Regions from separate parts of the Ovis aries genome. Here region 1 is linked to region 2. A link is a contact called in public Hi-C data. All regions are on one chromosome and are shown on one strand. Each heading gives the region's core, a stretch centred on a gene start, on an enhancer-like site or on the middle of the called end of the contact. The rest is flanking DNA. Distances are from core to core; before and after follow the strand shown. Region 1 holds the start of CCDC6 (coiled-coil domain containing 6). Region 2 overlaps CCDC6 (coiled-coil domain containing 6).

The links. Hi-C and Micro-C count contacts between places; a contact is called where the count stands out from the background.
Region 1: a Hi-C map of hypothalamus shows a contact between it and region 2, with 5 times the contacts expected there. The contact joins the promoter of CCDC6 here to the enhancer-like site in region 2. A contact is called at or near these places in 4 of 16 Hi-C or Micro-C datasets (blood, hypothalamus, muscle and 1 more).

What each region holds. Positions count from the first base shown.
Region 1 is chr25:14,906,635-14,909,348 of ARS-UI_Ramb_v3.0, forward strand. It overlaps CCDC6 (coiled-coil domain containing 6), which reads right to left and starts at 1,302. Exons shown (of 9, transcript XM_015104369.4): 1 at 501-1,302. The coding sequence starts at 809.
Region 2 is chr25:14,846,255-14,849,251 of ARS-UI_Ramb_v3.0, forward strand. The region is part of intron 2 of CCDC6 (coiled-coil domain containing 6); the gene reads right to left. Among named protein-coding and RNA genes, the nearest start is that of CCDC6, 60 kb to the right of the region's middle. Within about 2 kb of position 1,532, at least 10 of the 54 cell types and tissues checked have an H3K27ac peak or open chromatin away from gene starts, as enhancers often do. A contact at or near this core is called in hypothalamus, where this site is marked.

The DNA of each region.
Region 1 (2,714 bases), core at 52-2,551, 60 kb after region 2:
AACCAAGTGCCCAGCCCAGCTGCACACTCCCCGCAGCCCGCGGCCAAGCCCCCGGAACAGGCCCCGGCTTCCTGCCTCTCCCTCAGCCTAGGACTCCCCGATTCTGGACGCACCCCTCAAGCAAACTAGGACTGGAAAAAGTCCCACCCCGCCCCCCCACCCCCGCCAGCCACGCCGCCACCTTCCAGCTCCTCCCGGAGGAGCCTCCTCCCCAAGGGGCGACCAGGGAACGTCGGTGGGGCGGGGGAGGGGGGGGTCCCAGCAGCCTCCTCCCGCACCCCGCGAGGGGCCTGGACCCCGGGGAGGGCAGACCCGCGCGGCTCCGAAGGACACCTCCCACTCCCTCCACCCTCTGGGGCCGGCGGGTCTTGGCAGCGAGTGTGCTCGCTGCAGGTCATCGGAAGCCTCGAAGAGCCCGGGGGCTGCCCTGGGTCGGGAGGCAGCATCTCCCAGGGGCGGGCGGAGGTCAGCACCGCGGCGCACCCCGGGGGGGCACTCACGATGGTCACGCTGGCTTTGCGCAGGTCGCGGTTCTCCTCCTGCAGCGCCTTGCACTTGAGTTTGTAGGTCTCCAGCTCGATCTTGAGCACCTTGTTCTCCTGCTGCAGCGAGGCCAGGCGGTTGGTGAGCTCCTCCAGGCGGAACGGCGAGATGACAATGCCCCCCGACTTCCCACCGCCGCCGCCTCCCCCGCCGCCACCGCCGCCGCCGCCGCCCGAGGTCGACGAGCAAGACGACTGCATGGCGGCCGAGCTACCGCTGTTGCCCCCCGCCCCGTCCGTGTCGCTCTCGCTGGCGCTGTCCGCCATGGCCGCGGCGGGCTGGGGAGACGCGGAGGAGGAGGAGCAGGGAGGCGGCGGCGGCGAAGGCTGGGCTGCGAATGAGTGGGCGCCGGGGCGAGCACAGGGGAGCGCCGAGCTGGGCGCCTGGCACCAGGGCGCAGACTCGGAGCGGCGGCGAGAGAAAGAGAGGGAGCTTCCCGCTGCCAAGGGACCTCCTCTGCCAGAGAACAGAGACCCCGCCCGGGCTCGGGCAGTATTGCACTGGGGCTCGCTCCAGCCGGGCCTGGCGCGCTCGCTAGGCCGCTCGGCTAAGCCGGCGGAAAGCTCCGAGACTCGCCCGCCGCCGCCCTCCTGGCGTCCGCCGGCGGGCTGGGGACGCGCTGGCCGGACCGGGGCGGGAAAGCCAGGCCAGCCTCCGCACCAGCCGCTCGCCAACCGCACGTGTTCGGAGGGAGGGCCTCCCAGCCCCCTGACCTAAGCCCGTGGCCGCCCAGCCTCTTCCGGGCTCGCGCCCGCTCCTGGGAAAAAGAAACCTAATGCCCCACTAGCCTCGCAGGTGCTGGGGACACGTGGAAAGGTCAGCCCGGCTCGGGCATCCAGCCCCCGCCGACTCCGTGGCCCCATCTTCCGCTGACCGTGTGTGCTCCTGTCTCCCTCTGTCTGTTTCAAACAGACACGCAGCCCTTTTAGTTTGATCTCTCAGTGAGCTTGCCTGGGAAGCTTCGGATAGCGCTCACAGAACAGAAAGTTCCCCTGCAAGGAGCGGAGGAGGGCGACGAGACAGGAGCCACAGGTTAACCTCGTTAAGAAAAAATCTGCAGAAGAGACACACCGCCCTCTTTACTCCTCCTAATAATCCCATAAACCACCCTGCGCTCAATTGTCTAAACAATTGCAAGATTTTTCTTTTCTCTCTGCATTTTGCAGACAATGCCAGGACCTGTTGGGCAATAGGATTAAGACAGTAACATTTATCTAATCCAAAAAGAAAAAAAAGACAAGTTTTGTGGATTAAAACATCTCTTTTAAGTGCCAGTTTTCCAAAGCAACTGCAGGCAGAGCATTCTGCTATACGAATAGTGATAAACGCAAGTGGGAATGCAACATAACCATCATTTTCTTTCCCATCATCTTGCCCACTTCTAGAAAACTTAAGTAGGTCAAAACTAAACACAGATTAATTACGTTGGTGGTCTAATTCGGGGTTCTAGTTTTAAAGCATAAATAGTTCAGAATCAAAACTTGCATTTCCCCTTCTCCGCTCCCAAACAAAGGCTTACAGGAAATTGGCCCAGCAGGTGAGATGATTCTTAACACTTTACACTGTTGACACAAAACAGCTTTCGCTTATGTATGAAAATCAGAAAATGAAACCGACCAGACTAGTTTTATTACCCAAGCTTAGGCAACAGAACAAACATATGGAAACAAAACATAGAGGGAAAATAGGGTGAAGTTTTTTCTATTGCTTTGAACTTTGGGGAAAGTTTATAATGTGTTAGGAAGGATAAAGAAGTGGCTTTAATGATTTTTATTTCAGCTCCTCCATTATCTTTAAAACTAAATTTAGCCTAATAATTACAGTTATTCAATGGCTAATGAAAACTGGTACCCAGGAATAAAGTGAAACCTCCAAGTGTTCCAAATGACATCATCCTTTACCAAGATGGCTGCTTTCTGGCAGCCAGCTCCAAAATGCCAACCGCAATTAAACCCCAAATTTCTAATTATTTTTTAGTCTAATACTAAGGACTTCTGAATTAGTCACTGTTGGTGTAGCAGGAACAACAACAAAAAAAGAGTCGACTTTGCTCTTCAGAAATGTTCAGCCAATGTAAATAACTGTTAGAAGTGACCAGTTTAATTTTCACTGAAACTTGCTCTTCTCTTTGACTTTTCCTTTTGGGAATCTGCTAGAGGAGACAAACAGCT
Region 2 (2,997 bases), core at 282-2,781:
ATAAATTATTTTTTTGGATGTTATTTTCTCGTCAGTCTCCTCAACACTGAGGACAAGCTCTCACCTGAGCGCAGGGCTCCAGTACATGAGGCTTCCTGTCCACTTAGAATACCTCAGGGGCTAAGTCTGACCTTCCTAGATTTGATTCCTAATAGCATCATGCTGCTTAAAGTGTTAACACCTTGGAAAGGATCTAGTTAGGAACAAGATTTTAAAAAAGATGCTCAATGAATAAGATAAAGGAATTCTTGAGGCTCTGGACTCAACCTGCAAAAAAAAAAAAATCCATTTTGTAAAAATTAACCCTTTCTTCTTTGAGAAGTAGAGAATATTTCACCCAAAGAAAGAATTCATTTTAAGCTGAGAACTTATCATAAATTAAAAGGAAAAAAAAAAAAAGGAAAGTAAAGATAATTAGTAGTAGGATATATCTCTGTATTTTAAGGTAATTACTAACTGGGCTGACTGTAGACTTTTTAAAATTAAAAAAAAAAAAAACCCAAGAAATGCAGAACACTGCAACATTTATAACTGCAAGGTTTAAAATCATTTGCACAGCACTTCCAGTGATAGTTCAAGTCCATCTACAGTGCAGCCAAGTATCTTTCAATCTCCAAGATTCACCTTTTCAACTAGAAATAACAATGCTTACTTACCCCTACCCTAGTGAATAAAGCAACTTCTCACTCCAGCTTCATCTCATTATTTTTCGTTTCCTTCTCCTACTTTTACTTTCTACCTGCATTTCTCCATATTTTGTCAAAGAAGTCAACCTGAAAAGCTGCTAAGCCCTAAACCTTGCTCTTGTATTTTGTGGAATCCAGACTGGCACATTAACTCCAGCCATAATGGTAACATACTACACATATTTTGCACATTTTGAAAAAAAACCAAAACGCAGTGATTTGTGAAGACTAAAAGAACTGCCTCAAGTTTATTGTATTTTCTAATCATAATGCAGATTACGTTGGACTGAGATTTCTGGCATGCTGCTAACAGGAAAATTCTGCCTTATAATTTGGCCTCTGGTGGTTGTGGCATTTAAAATGCAATAAACACATCCCAGAAGCCCTCTGCAGATGTATCGTGAACACAATGTATAAGCCCCCTGTTCCATGAAAAGAAACAAAGAACCCACGCAGCTGAGAGTCAGATAATGTGGAATGAAAAAGAACAATGAGAATGACAAAAAAAAAAAAAAAACAAAAAACCCACAACTCAACTTTGCCCCAAATGTTCTGTTAGCTATTAGGTGATGGCCAATTTTTCTGCTCAGCATTAATAGCCCTGAAAAACTAAACGCCAACAGGGCCACTGGTCGAGCCAGCTTAATGAAGAACATATTTCAAGGTCTCTTCTCCCCTGCCACGGGAGAACAAGTCTCCACCTGAATGGATGTGACAGCAGCGTTCGCCTCGGTGCCTTTAAAATGAACTAAACAGGGTTTCATACATATTTATCACCCTGACATGTGATTCTGCAGCCTGAACAAACAAGATCACTACACTGCCATCTTAGTGACTTGGAGAACTTGGAGGAAAAGAAGGCAGCCTCAGATTCTGGCGTACAGGCTTCAGAAGGGAACTGGACATCTACGCTCACTTCTAGTGCCTGCGGACAAGCCTGCCCTCCACAGACACAGCCTTGAAGGGACTAAAGATGCGAATGGAAGGAGAAACTATTACTCCAGGTAGAGGGGAGGGGAGAGAGGAGGTCCAGGAATGTAAGCCTTTGTCTAGGTCAACGGGCAGATTCAGGGACTTCTCGCAAGCCTTACTCTGTTTCATTCCTGTGCAAACACAGATGGAAGAATAACGCTATTACAGAGCAGCCTTCTGAACGTCTCAGCTCTGTATCACTTGGCAATGGCGGCTTCAGCAGTGGTTTTTGCCCACAACTTCCTTCCTTCCCTCCGTATATCATCTTTCCACAGATGCTAGGAATCTGCAACTGCTGCAATTCCCGGAGGCGTTCTCACCTCAGGGACCAAGTCAATAATAGTAACAACAAGTCGTGTAACAAGAGATCCAGAAAACTTTTGTTCTTAAGTGCTTTCCGCCATCAGTAAGAAAAATGTGTCTCCTCAGTAAGAGAATGAGTACAATCATTTTTATTATATTAATAGCTACAGTGGCATTGTTTTCTGAGGACCAGATCCAATTTCAAATGTGATTCTACAGTACAAGACCACAAACTTGTTATTTTAAGGTCTAAAGTTTGAAAATTGGATTAGAGTGAAAACATTCAGATAGATTATATAATATTCGGTACTCCTATCTCAGTCCTGTTCCAGGCTTTTAAATAAAGGAAAAAAAAAATTCATTAACTTTTGGCAGCAGAATTGGTGGAGAAAAGTGTAGGCAACAATTGAACAGGGCTTCCCAAGAGCAGGAAGTGAACCTGATGCCTTGGGCTTACATAAAAGCAAGTGAGAAAATCCACAGGGGCTAAAATCTCTATCCATCTCAGCAATAATAGGTCTTCCAGTTGGTATTGGTGACTGGTGCTTAACTGTTAGCCAGAGGAATTAGGATTTTGTTTTTTTTTAAAGAGCGGCCAGTGGAATGAATCGTATCACAGCTGACAAGACAGTTAAGCCAATCATAAAAGCATTTTGTTTATGCTAGCTCTAAATGAACAATCTGGGTAGTCCAGAATCTTCCTGACACTGCAAGGGGCTCCAGTGCACTGCAGTCTATGCGGTCCATGATAAACAGATGCAATTATGATAGTGAAAATGAGTAAGACCCTGCAGGACCACCCCAGGGATAGACCTCCATCTTACCCCCACCCCTGCCTTGGCCCCTGCCTCTTGTTTGTAGAAAAGCTTTAAATTTGCTCTTTGGTTACATAGCAGATTTAATTAGAGAAGTGAGAAAACAGTCAAGCAAGACAAAATAATAATAGTTAAGCCATACAACAAAGACAAAGACCTTTATTTTATTTCCTCCTCAGGGCTATAAATAATATCCTGAGCCATGTCCTTGAGTTGTTGTG